3 separate regions of the Sus scrofa genome follow, and all the other regions are linked to region 1. Evidence: chromatin contacts called from public HiChIP or PLAC-seq data. All regions are on one chromosome and are shown on one strand. The core of a region is the stretch at or near the end of the contact, and the rest is flanking DNA. Distances in the headings are between cores, read along the strand shown.

What was found. HiChIP or PLAC-seq counts read pairs in DNA pulled down with a chosen protein or histone mark.
Region 2: an H3K27ac HiChIP or PLAC-seq map of alveolar macrophages shows a contact between it and region 1. The contact joins two enhancer-like sites. A contact is called at or near these places in 2 of 5 promoter capture datasets (fetal skeletal muscle and liver) and 1 of 2 datasets of contacts at active chromatin or transcription factors (alveolar macrophages).
Region 3: an H3K27ac HiChIP or PLAC-seq map of alveolar macrophages shows a contact between it and region 1. The contact joins two enhancer-like sites. A contact is called at or near these places in 2 of 5 promoter capture datasets (fetal skeletal muscle and liver), 17 of 47 Hi-C or Micro-C datasets (alveolar macrophages, embryonic fibroblasts, fetal heart ventricle and 10 more) and 2 of 2 datasets of contacts at active chromatin or transcription factors (alveolar macrophages and skeletal muscle).

Annotation. Positions count from the first base shown.
Region 1 is chr7:98,337,284-98,341,711 of Sscrofa11.1, reverse strand. The region is part of intron 3 of TMED10 (transmembrane emp24 domain-containing protein 10); the gene reads left to right. Among named protein-coding and RNA genes, the nearest start is that of NEK9, 17 kb to the right of the region's middle. Within about 2 kb of position 2,006, at least 30 of the 83 cell types and tissues checked have an H3K27ac peak or open chromatin away from gene starts, as enhancers often do. A contact at or near this core is called in alveolar macrophages and liver, where this site is marked.
Region 2 is chr7:98,662,077-98,666,504 of Sscrofa11.1, reverse strand. No RefSeq gene overlaps it. Among named protein-coding and RNA genes, the nearest start is that of BATF, 5.9 kb to the left of the region's middle. Within about 2 kb of position 1,959, at least 38 of the 83 cell types and tissues checked have an H3K27ac peak or open chromatin away from gene starts, as enhancers often do. A contact at or near this core is called in alveolar macrophages and liver, where this site is marked.
Region 3 is chr7:98,637,375-98,641,802 of Sscrofa11.1, reverse strand. No RefSeq gene overlaps it. Among named protein-coding and RNA genes, the nearest start is that of BATF, 31 kb to the left of the region's middle. Within about 2 kb of position 2,647, at least 1 of the 83 cell types and tissues checked has an H3K27ac peak or open chromatin away from gene starts, as enhancers often do. A contact at or near this core is called in alveolar macrophages, where this site is marked.

The sequences.
Region 1 (4,428 bases), core at 757-3,256:
CTGTGACCTAGTCAGGCCAGCAGGCTGTGCTTTGCCCAGAAGGCTGTGGTTTTCTCAGCAGTCATGTGACAACCAGCTTGATATAAAAAGTTATGTTAACAGCCTTGAACAATAATTCTGGCTGTGCTGTCAGCCAAGTGACTGGACCAACTGTCCCATAGAAATGTTGGTATGATGAAACACTTAAGTATATGCTATTAGTGCTCTTGAGACAGAAACCAGATATATAGTTGTAATTTTTTAAAGCCGGAATTCATTTATATGTTAATGTTCAAGGTTAAGAGAAGTGATTTGGTTTTAATCCCTATGGCTTTTATTCCCAGAGTGACAGCTATGTATAAAACTAGGGCATGGATTCATTGCTATTTAGACTTGAACAACTGTGCTGTCTTTGAGAAATGTAGTAGTCAAAAGTAGCTTTTAGTTAAAATAATTTCAATTTCAAATTTTTCAGAAAGAGAGCAAGATGGAAGAAAAACTGCAAGAGATTAGGTGTGTTTTGTTTTGCTTTGTTTTTGTTTTGCTTTTTTACCCTCGGCGAATGGACGTTCCCATGCTAAGGATTGAATCTGAGATACAGCTGCCAGCCTACCCCACAGCCACAGCAACGCCAGATCTGAGCCACATCTGTGACCTACACCACAGCTCATGGCAACGCTAGATCCCTAGCCCACCAAGTGAGGCCAGGGATCGAACCCACCTCATGGTTCCTAGTCAGATTTGCTTCCACTGCGCCACAGCAGGAACTCCGAGATTAGGATTTTTGCTAACCAGAAGTATCGTAGAGAACAAAAACAGACCTTTATTTGGGTGGTAGGAAGGTGGAAGTGTGCATAGAATAAGGGGAAGGGGGACTGAGCCCTTCCTATCCCTTTCATGAGAGACTCTGGAGGCAGCACAAAAAAGGCTCTTCAAATGAAGAGCACCTTTGAAAAACCACAAGAACTATTTAAGATTGGAGGATTGATCTTTATAGAAAGATTAGCATGTTTTTACCCAGATCAGAGTCTTTCTACAACAGTACCCGAAGGCATGAAGAAAAGATGGGGTGTAGGAAATACAAATGGCTTTTGAAGAAGGTAAACTGAATAAACAAAGGAAAGTTGCTTTAAGTGATTTAAGCAAATTCTCTAGAAATGATGGAGCGGGAGAAATTGTTCTATCTTTGGTCAGAACTTAGAAGGGAAATATCCTAAAATGGAAGAAGACTGGAAGCCACTGGCTGCTTCTTCAACAGGAAGTAGTACTGCAATAATTGCAGCTCTCCAGGTCTTGCCTCTTTTTCCTAGTTCATGGGTTCAGTTGAACAAAACTAGACTGAGTTATTTGTAGGCAGGAAACAGGAGCAATTGATGGAGCTGTGAGTGGAAGACAGTTCCTAGTGGAGACTCTTGCTTGTTTCTGGCTTCAGGATAGTTTAGTTAAAAGAGTTAAAGCAAGAGCCTCTTTGTCTGATGAATTTAGGAGTAAATCGAAAAATCCTTTTAAGTGTTTATGATTCAGGAGAATCCTGATTATATTTAAACAATATAATATGTTAAAGTGCTGTTGTAAGGTCTAAAACACTAAGAAAAATGTTATATTATTATGAGGTAGAAGAGTAGGTGAAATGATTTTCAGTTTTTGAGTACTGCTGCTGTATCATCCACCTCAGACAATTCTCTAGGCAAGCATTCATTGAGTTGCTTTTATGTGGAATTTTGCCTTTTGTGACTTTTCCCCTCTAATATGATGGCCATCAGTAGGTGTTATATATTAAATAACAGGACACTTGGTTTATATTAGACATAGTTTGTTCTTCTCTAAAATAGATGGTATTATGGTGAGTTTACATATAGAATGATGTGGGCTGTCAGATAGCATTTTAGAACCTATACCTCCTGGAATTGCCATCATCCTTGGACTTTGTTAACACTGGGAAAAGTCCTTTATTTTTCCTGACCTTTTACTTAACCCAGGAGGGGAATCCCTAGCAGAAAGGAAACCACAGTGCTTCCTTTGCCTGCTTCCTGCTTCGGAAGTCTGTCGCGTCCTAAGCCTTTCTTTACGCACATGGTTACAACACAGCTCTAAAGTCTTTTTCTTAACCAAGAAACTCCTCCCAATACTTTCTTCAGTGACCTACCTCCCCATTCCCCCACCCCCCAAAAAAGCAGATCAGACTGAGGCAGAAAGGAAGTGGTTTTGACATAGGCCAAAACCCAGCCCTTTTCTCAGTCTGTGGCTAGGTTCCCTTAACCTTGCTCAAAAATTGGCAGAACATTGTAAATCACCTATAGTAAATTTTTTCCCCCACTTTTTAGGGCTGCATCTGTAGCATACGGACATTCCCAGGCTGGGGGTCAAATCGGAGCTACAGCTGCTGGCCTACGCCACAGCCACAGCAGTGTGGGATCTGAGCCACCTCTGTGACCTATACCACAGCTCATGGCAACGCCACATCCTTAGCCTGATAAGAGAAGCAAGGGATCAAACCCACAACCTCATGGTTCCTAGTCAGATTCGTTTCTGCTGCACCACAACGGGAACTACCTAAAATTTTTTTTAAAAAAATATCTGTTACTTGTCTCTGGGCTAATGCCTATGACAAGAACATGAATAATAGAAAGCACTTGTTCCTTGGTTAATTACCAGAGAGCACTGAGCATAAGTAGAGGTTTCGAAGCATTTAGTTTCAGGCCCTTGAGGCAAAGGAGAGCCTTTATCTCCAGAGGATGGAGCCCTTCTGTGTCGGTATTTAAATTCAGGAAAGTGGTACGTTTCTTTTAATTTTTTTCTCATTCAGCATCTCTCTCCTCACATTTGCGGACTTCATAATTCTAAAATCCCACGTGGTCCTTTAAAATTCAGTAGTGGAGTTCCCGTTGTGGTGCAGCAGAAACGAATCCGACTAGGAACCGTGAGGTTGCAGGTTCGATCCCTGGCCTCACTCAGCAGGTTTAGGATCCGTTGTTGCCGTGAGCTGTGGTGTAAGTTGCAGACGAGGCTCGGATATGGTGTGGCTGTGGCTGTGGCTAGGGCCGGCGGCTACAGCGCCAGTTAGACCCCTAGCCTGGGAACCTCCATATGTTGCGGGTACAGCCCTAAAAAGCAAAAAAAAAAAAAAAAATTCAGTAGTAATCAGTGTCTTAATAGCTGGGCAGAGCACTACGCTACCTACTAAGTTGTTATGGAGGATTAGTTAATGCCTGTAACTTCTATAAAAACAGTACAGAATGTAAGGTGATCTTATTTAAAGGCAGAACGGTTGTTATTTTGTGATGAGAAGCATAGTCTTTTTTGTAGTTTGAAATTTTTAAAGAGAAAGAATGTTTATGTCCTGAGACATAAAGCACTCTTGGTTCTCTCTGTTGTATTTTAAGACCTTTCGCCACTATCATTTGCCCCTCAGAGGGGAACATCTCTGTAGAATCAGTATGTGAATTAAGCCATTTCTTTTTCGTTTCTGGTCTCTGAACTAGAACAGCTGTCTTCAGGGACTTACTGTCTAATCTTACAGTTGTGGGAATGAAAGCAATTATTACCCCACCAGAAGGAGTTGTCTGACATATGTGCAGGCTCTTGGGCTATGTGTATCCCCTCTTGGCTTGGATGGCAGCATTTTCAGCACAACTGAAATCCTGTTTTGCCTAGGGGTGCCATTAGTCTGCTATTTGCTACTAACATACACACCAAAAACACAGTTGCCCTTGTTTGAACGACAGCTGAAGACTTTTCAAGAGTTCTGTTTCTCTGAATACCCTCAGGAAGGAAGAACTCTGTTTCTATATACGAGATCAAAAATTCCTTTATTGACGTGGGTTAAATGAAATAACATGGGTAAGCCATCTGACACATAGGTGATCAGTTCAGTAGATTTTAGCTCCTTTCTCCTCCCTTTCTGGAAACTGCCAAGTGGCTATGACAGAGTAAATAGGATCTTGCTAAATTTCATTCGTTTAGCCCTAAGATTGGCAGTATTATCTGGACTTATTTTGCACATAGTTGACCTTTTGACCCTCTGTGAAGAAGCCTGTGATTCGCACGTGGCCCCCTGCCCCCCCATAAGTAGACTTGTCTTTGGATGTAGGTCTGTCTTCATTATCTTGATTGTGTTAGTGGTCTTCACTTTTATTGCTGTGCTTCGACAGTTCACAGGGGCTGCAGAACAGAGCATGGAGATAACAGAGTAATTTGACCGAATCTGGCTTAGCTCAAGAAGCTTCTCTTGAGTTTCTTAGTGTTCCCCAGGGCAAAGGATCTAGTAGCGATTCTCTAAGGGGCTTGGTTTCGCATGTATGTTTTAAGAAGCAGTTTTTCAGATCTAACACCTTTCCTGTGTACAATTCCATATAACTCTGAACTCTTTAGATTCATGGCATCAGGAGAAGAATGGCAGATTTGGATATGGTTTAAGAAGAGTAATTGTACAGTTATTTTGGAGGTGTT
Region 2 (4,428 bases), core at 710-3,209, 320 kb before region 1:
ATTATATAAGATATTCTTATAATAAAGTAAGCTAGGAGAAAGAATGTGTTATAAAGAAATCATACAGAAGATAAACTATGTTTACAGAACTGTACTGTATTTATCGATACTGTTATGTTTGTGTCACTGTTTACAAGATGAATTGTCAGTACCTACATCAACCATGTCTTATGTGCTATAAAACACTGTAGGTATTCTATGTATTACTAACACTAGATATCAAAAGTGAAAAGACAATGTGAAAGAGAAATTCACATTTATTGACAGGTGTAAGGACTCATGTTTTGATAACAAGCAACAATATGATTGCTCTGTGGTAGCTTTGTGTAATCAATACGATTGTTTCATGGTACATGAATGAATGAATCATAACATTTTTATGGCATACACTATTACACTCACATTTATAATACAGTACTGGAGACATTGACACTTTAAAAAATTTTCCTGTGATAAGCTGATAGGCATTTTCACCAATTATGTGAGAAAGAAGCATCCTGTATGGTAATGTAATTCTTTGAAAGCCAATAACCTGGCTGGAGGTGGGAGGTGGGAGGTGGGAGTTGCTGGTTGTGGGAGGTGGGAGAAGGGGTGGTCCTGAAGGGGGAGAGAAGAAAAGTGGCGGGAAGGGGGAGCTCCAAGAATTTAGGGCAGTAGATATCTGCCTATCTGTATTTTATTGTTTAAATAACTAGTATCATGGAGTTCTCTGGTGGCCCAGTGGTTTAGGATCTGATGTTGTCATGCTATGGCTTGGGATCACTGCTGTGCTGCAGGCTCAATCCCTGACCCCAGGAACTCCCCCATGCCACAGGCAGGGCCTAAATAATTAAATAGTATCATAATGCAAGTGCCTATTGGGTCAGCCTTGTTTAAAATTAGCAGGATACATTGTAGGCAAATGGGCTTCTTAAGGTAATGGAAAATCTGATGGTGGTTTTTTTTTTTTTTTTTTCTTTCCTTTTTCTTTTTAGGGCCGCACCCCAGGGGCATATGGAAGTTCCCAGGCTACAGGTTGAATGGAGCTGTATCCGCCGGCGCCAGCCTACGCCACAGCCACAGACACGCAGGATCTGAGCCACATCTTCGACCTACACCGCAGCTCACGGCAACGCCGGATCCTTAGCCCACTGAGAAAGGCCAGGGATCGAACCCGCGTCCTAGTCACGTTCGTTACCGCTGAGCCACGGCGGGAACTCCTGAGGGTGTTTTTAAAAGTACCACAAACTTGCTGTCTTCACATCAGCCTAGATGTGTCTTCACATCTTGGCTGTGCCCCAGTGCCATCAGAAATACAAACTTCACTCCAGCCCCTGCTGAATCAGCTCATTTCCAGCTCTGACCAAATCGTTAAGAAAATGGGTTGAAACTGAGGAACAGTTCAAAGCAGAAACTTCCTGAATGTCTGTGATGTGTTCCCGGGGCGTGGGGGCGGGGGACCCACTACAGGACTAGGTATTTTTCCTTCAGAACTGTCATTTCGGAAGTCACACTGCCATCCCTGGAAGGAGGTGCACCATCTCCCAAGGCCAAAAAGAAGAAAGGAACTCAATTGCTCGGGTCGCCCTCGGATATTCTGGTTTGATGGGTCTGCGCTCAGAAGAACTCTTTAAAAGCTCCCCAGGGGGTAGTTTTAACACAAAGCCACAAAAGCCCTGGGATGGAGCACCTTTCTCCGGGAGGCGGCCCTTCGTGGCCTCAGAGTTCAGTCGTTTCCAGGCCCAGCTCGTTTCCACCTCGGTTCTTTTCTCTTTCACCTGCTCTGGGACACAGAGGCCTCAACTCCCTGGGGTGAAGCGGCTCCGGATCTACTTTCCCCACCCGCTTGGAGCTAGTGCCCAACCTGTGTGCACTATCCCCGGGGTCCCGGTCCGCCAGCGCGGGTCCGGCCAGGGCCCGGTGCGGGGAGCTGGGCGGGGGCACAAGGGTCAGGAGGGGTCGGGAGCGCTCCCTCGCCTCCTCCCTTCACAGGCTCTCAGGTGCCACCTGCGGGCGCCTGGGGCCGCGGCTGCCTTTCGGGCCTCTGTCTTTTCCTCCGAAACGCAGTTTCACTTTCCCAGAGCTTTTCACCTCCCATTCCCTGATAGCCGGCTCTCTAGTTAGTAAAGACGAAACCCAGGAAGAGGAAAGAAGAATTTCCTGAGTGTGCAGGCAAATGTCCCCCGGGTCCCCAAGGGCCCCTCACTGGTGGCTGGAGGCGGGGGGCGGCAGGCCTTCCCGTCAGCTGCTGCCCACCCTTCCAGGCTGCCCCACCCAGGTCAGAATTCCTGGCTTCTCACCCCTCCCATCTAGACCGTGCAGGCCTTGACACCAAACCCACTCTTTTTTCCGAGCTCCATCTGAGCACTTTGCTGAAGGTGCCAGCTTTGACATCTTAAGGGTTGACTGCAACTTTTTAGTTATTTGAACAAAAATAATAAAAATCCCCTAGCTTTCTTAATTTTTTTTTTTTTTTTTTTTTTTTGATGGTAAAAGCACAAAGCGCAGAATGGCAAGTCTTCAATTGCTTACGAGATGGTTAAAGGGGATTTTTGTTAAAGTTTCCCAAACAAGTAGGGAAAATATTTACCTGAGGGCAGAGTCCTCCAGCAAAAGGGCCAGAGTGGGTGGCCAGGGGCCGGTAGGGAAATTCCCCCAAGGGCCTTGGCAAGACCTGTCATCCAGCCCTCTCCAGCCTCAAGCCCAGATAGGAAACTTCTTAGGAGGGAATGGCAGCCGCAAATGTGCTGGCCCCAAAGGGTTAAAGCCAGACTTTGGTATTTTGATATTTCAGGTGGATAAATCTTTATTGGGTGGCTATGCTGTGCATTGTAGGATGTTTAGCAACGTCTCTGATCTCTACCCACTAGGTGCCAGTAAATCTCCCCCGTTACAAAAATCACAAAATGTTTCTGGACCTTGCCAGGCATTCTGTGGGGACGGGCATCAAAATGGCCCCAGGTAAAAACCACTGGATTGAACACCATGCACCCCAAAGCAACGGTTTCCCCATCAGTCTCGACCTGGTGACCTCACAAACCCTGTCAACGTTTAGGAAACCTCTGAACAGATGTGTTTGCTCCATGTAGCTTCCGAGTCCCCAGGTTTTGGACCTGGTTTAGCCTGTGGGTGTAGCCATGCTGACCACAGGCCAAGGCAGCTCCTGGGGTGATCATCCGAGCGGCTTCCAGCATCCATCCTTCTCACCTGCCCCTCATGGAGCAGCAGGAAGGGAGCAAGAGCTCTCATTGTCAAGAGAAGGGCCACTCCGTTGTTTAATAGCCAACTGGATTGTAAAATGAAGATATATCAAGATGAGGTAACAAGAATTATGGTGTACACACACACATGCACACACACACACACATGCACACATATATACACACACGCAGGTTTTTTTGGTTTTGTTTTTGTTTGTTTATTTTGGTTTTTTTTTGCTGCACAGCATATGGAAATTCCAAGGCCATGGATTGAAACCAAACCAGAGCCACGACCTTTGCCACAACGGCAGTAACGCTGGATCCTTAACCCACTGCACCACAAAGAGATGAAGCAGTGTGTTTGCACTAGAACCGGGTAATTATGGGATTTATGCCGTTAGGAGTTTTTGGTGCACTGATACTTACAGGCAGTGGGAAGTAACTTCCATGCTGGGTTTATCCCCTCTTCTCCCGGCCTGGCTGAGTCTTTCTGGCTGAATATATGACCTCATTTGCACATAAGGAGGGAATCTGAGGGCTTTGGGAATGTGAGGCCTGAACCAAATCACTTTTTATCCCCCCTGCCTCTTCCCCGCCCCCCACAACCCTGAGAGGCGGCTGAGAGAGCCTTATGGTCAGGAAAGAAGGTGGGAAAAGGCAAACAGCTTCTCAGCGTTGGGTTTGAATATGCAATCAAATGTTCTAGCTCTGCCCCGTAGTAACCATGTGATCTTGGGCAGAGCCCTTAAAACTCTGTGCCCCGGTTTCCTCATCTTTGTAATGGGAAGTAAGTACCCACCTCATAACTATTGAATGTATTTAAATTTCTTAGCACAGTGAGTGGTGCCAAGTAAGCATTTGGTGCCTAAGGCTATTATGTTTTATTTATTTTATGGAGCCCAAATAGATCTGGGCTATTTCCAGTACAGTGTCTCATCCAAAAGAAGCATTAAGAGGGAATCACATCACATACCAACTTCCTGAAGTTCTCTTTACACAGTTTCTCTCCCACATCAGCCTCCTCAAGACTGTTGTGCCAGGCTATCCTTTCTTTTCTGAGGTCTTTGTTTCTGCTTCCCAAATCTCATGGCCATATCCGTGACACTCACTCCTCTCTCGCTGAGCAACTCTAGCCTCTACCTCCCAAAGACGTGTTCTTCGTTCCTCGGCTGGACATCTCCAGGCCAGATTACTCTCACTTACCTTTTTGTTCCATTGTCTTCCTCTCCACCCTCTTGTGGCTCCAAAA
Region 3 (4,428 bases), core at 1,398-3,897, 300 kb before region 1:
TCCCCAAATAGAGACTTGGATTGTAAGGAAAAAATGCTTGTGTTGCTATGTATGGAGCTACCGGATTGCAACGATCTACTCTCACCAGGACTGGCTTTTCCCTGCAATTCAAGTTGCTTTCTCTTATCGTATTCATTTTGTAAGTCATGGCCAAGTTTTCCTGGGAAGTAGAGGGGATGGCAACGGACAGACAAAGGAGCCCCATCATTTTGTCATTGTGGGTAGTCAGTTTCCTAAACTCGAAGCCAGGCCCTGTTGGGTACCTGCGCTGGAACAGACTGCAGGAGGAGATGTTTATGTGGGGTCCTCCCTGGGGGCAGGTGCAGTGGCACAGACAACCTGTGACCACACTCAATGTCTCAGTTCCATTCTTAAAGCACAGACACCCCAACCTCAACCTCAGAGGGCTTTCCAGAGCGGTTCCGGGATGAGCCGTCCATGGTTCTGAAACTCAGTGATGACGGGGGGAGGGGAGCCCAAGAGACCACTCACAACCACTTCCTCTGCCCCCTTAGCCATTTGCAACGGACATCATCCATTCAGCAATTATCGAGCATCTACTATGGCCAGGGTCCGAGTAAGAGCGAGGAAGTCAGCAGTGACTGAGACTGGCACAGCCCCTGCTCTAGTGCAGCCCACAGATTAATCAGGAGAGGGATGATTAAGCCATTATAATTCCATGCACCAAATGCTACAAGGGAGGGTGTGCAGAGGAGGAACACCCACTCCAGACCCAAAGGGCCAGAATTTTTTACTGGAGGAACTGAAATTTAAACCAAGACCTCAAGGCTGTTTAAGACCTAAGCCAGGAGTTCCCATTGTGGCTCCGTGGTAACGAACCCAGCTAGTTTCCCTGAGGATGCAGGTTCGATCCCTGGCCTCGATCAGTGGGTTAAGGATCCAGCATTGCTGTGAGCTGTGGTGTAGGTTGCAGACAAGGCTTGGATCCAGCATTGCTGTGGCTGTGGTATAGGCTGGCAGCTGCAGTTCCGATTTGACCACTAGCATGGGGACCTCCATATATTGCAGGTGTGGCCCTAAAAAGCAAAAAAAAAAAAAAAAAAAAAAAGTGCATAAGCCAGATGTGGCAGAGACTGTCTGGCAGCTTATATTTCTTCTGTCTCCTGGACTCAGAGCAAAACTACATTCCTCCAGCCTCCCTTGCAGTTAGGCGCGACCCTGTGACTGAGCTTGAAGTTAATGGAATTTGGACAGAGTTGATAAGTGCCACTTCCAGGCCTGGTCCATGTTCTTTGCTCACTTACCAGCTAAATGCAGAGGACTCCAAAGCCCTCAGGGAGCAGAGAACCACAAGATAGAAGGAGTTGGGGTCCCTGAATCACCATGTGGAAGACCCGCCACCAAAGGGGAATGCTCTCATGAGTTATTGCATTGATGAGAAATATAGTTCTATTACCCAAAGCCACAGAGATTTGGGTTTATCTGTTGTGGCAACTAGCATTACCTTAACTTAAAACTGAATAGAGTGGGGGTAAAGTATTCCAAATTAATAAAAACGAGCTAACCTCGAAGGCAGCAGGCAATCAGACAGGAAAGAACAGAGGCTCCAGAGCCAAACCAATGAAATTAAACTCTGGTTCTATGTTTCCTAGCTGTGTGACCTTGTGTGAATTGCTTAATCTCTCTGAATCTTAGCTTCTTCATTTATAAAAGGAAGATAACATCTTCCTTGAACAGTTGCAGTAACTATTAAATAAATAGCAGCTAGAATGGTTTCTAAGACATAAAAGGCTTATTAAATAGTAAATCCCTTTATGTAAGGGTTTGTAAGTATTCTTACAATGACATTTAACTTAATATACTTTGGTAACTGGTAACAGTAACAATGAAAATCAAAATTTATTGAGAACTAATTATATTCCAGGCACTGATCTAATCATTCGCATGTATTGATGAATTCTATCCTCCCAGCCCTATGAATTAGGCACTGTTGCCCCACCCCTCCATTTTATAGATGAAGAAACTGAGGCACAGAGGTGTTAAGTAATGTGTTCAAGTGATAAGTGGTAGATCAGGGTTTAAATCCAGGCAGGTATGGTAATGATTCCTTGTTACAGATGAAGGAACAGAGAAGTGACACAATTTGCCTAAAGCCACACAATCTCAAAGCGTCCCAGGGTGGGGGCCCTGGAACCAGCCTTAACTGATTGTTATTCTGTAGGAGTTCAGAGTGTTCTCGGACTGTGAGAAGCACCGTCTTTTTGCGTTTCAGCAGGTGTGCTGGTGGCTTTTGCAGTAATGATACTGACCAAAACCATATACTGCTTTGATCAACTATTAGAAAGAAGCAGGTGAGCATGCTCCAGTGCCCTTCCACTGATGAAACTCAAGCCCTCTGGCTGTGTAATCAAGGCCAAGGGGCTCTTGCTTTCACAAAATTGACATTTTCACAAGAGCTTCTTCTTCTTCTCCTTCCCCTTCCTCTTCCTCTAATTCTTAATCTTCTCCTCTTTCTCCTTCTTCTTCTTTTTCGGCCACTCTGTGGCATGCATATAGGGATCAGATCAAATCTGAGCCACCATTGCCACCTATGCTGCTGCTGTAGCAACACTGGATCCTTAAGCCACTGTGCCTGCCTGGGGATCATGTCTCATCCCAGTGCTCCACGCTGCTGATCCTGTTGCACTACAGTGGAAACTCCTTTCACAAGAGCCTTAAAGAAGCTTACACTGGAGCAAGTCATCCAGTGTAGTAAGGATGCTCAGCCTTGGTGGGGGCGGGAGAGGGAGAGGGTTCAAAGAAATGAGCCTTAAGAAGGCAAATTTGGGAGTTCGCTTGTGGCATAGTGGGTTAAGGATCTGGGGTTGTCACTGCAGTGGTTCAGGTTGCTGCTATGGCTTGGGTTCGATCCCTGGCCCAGAAACTTCTGCATGCAATGGGAGTAGCTGATAAAAGGAATAAGTCCCTTAAAAGGGTTTTGGTCATTGGACTTGCTGAGGTCTCAAATGACCACCAGAGGGCAGCAAAGACACTGGTCCGAGAAAGCAGAGTCCATTTGAGGTTCTCCTAGAACCACCCTCAAAGGATGGGAGGTAGAGAGGAAAAATGAGAAAGGGCCTCCTTCATCACCCAAAAAGCACCCCCTAGACATGGAATCCTCAGCCATTTAAGAGAGAATGGTGTGAGCCTCATGGGAAGTCCATTGCAGCATTATTGACAATGGCCAAGACATGGAAGCAGCCTAAATGTCTATCAATAGAGGATTGGATAAAGAAGTTGTGGTACATATACATATGATGAACTATTACTCAGACATAAGAAAAGAATGGAATAATGTCATTGCAGGAATATGGATGGACATAGAGATTATCATACAAATGAAGTAAGTCTGACAGAGAAAGAAAAATATCATACGAGATCACTAATAGGTAGAATCTGATAAAAAAGGATGCAAAATAACTTATTCACAAAATAGATACAGACTCAAAGATTTCAAAACCAAACTTAGGGTTACCAAAGGAGGGGAGGGATGGATTGGCATATACTCACTACTATATACAAAGTCGATCTGTAGCAAGGACCTACTGCATAGTTCAGTACTCTGATGGCCTCTGTGGGGAAAGAATCTGAAAGAAAGAATGGCTATATATGTATGGGTATGGCTGATTCACTTTGCTGTACACCTGAAACAAACACAATGTTGTAAGTCACCTACACACCAATAACATTTTTTTAAAAAAAAGAAAGGAAGAGAATGGGCTTTGACCTTGTTCTTCAGATAATGTAACTAACACATGGTAATGGCAGAAAAATTGGAAAATATGGAAACCTATTGATCAAACTATTATAATCCCACCCCTGGGAGAAAAATTGCCCTAGGTTAATATTTTAATGAATATCTTTCCGGGTAGATGTAGAAACAGATAGATTTAAATATATACATACACACATAGATATACATTTACCTATATTTTGGCTTAATGAAACTGCTATCAGGATCCTGGCATTGTGAGATTGGTTCCAGACCCTGCAATAAAGTGAATCACACATATTAGTGATCCACTTTTAAACTCAGCAAGGGAAAATGTGTGTGTGTGTGTGTGTGTGTGCACGTGTGTGTGATCCTTTCTGCCCAAGTGTCTCTCACTTGCTCACCTGTGAGGCCCCAGATGGCCAGTCTCCACAGCACCCAGCACAGAGGTGAGGGGTGGCTGGAGCAGAAGCAGTGTCATCTGAGGTCCACTGGTCACTCTGCTGGCTGTCTTCACAGTCTGGGTCTAAGCATCCTGAATCTTGGGGGAGGGGAGCCGTGGAGCTTTCTAATGAAAATGACTCCACTGGGTGGTGAGCAGGTGCTCAGAGTTCGTTGAATTTCATCAGAATGAATCATGCTGAAGGTGTGAAGGAGTGACAAGGCTTAAGGAGTCACCACTTCCTGGCTCCACAGCAACTCATCTTCCTTTTACC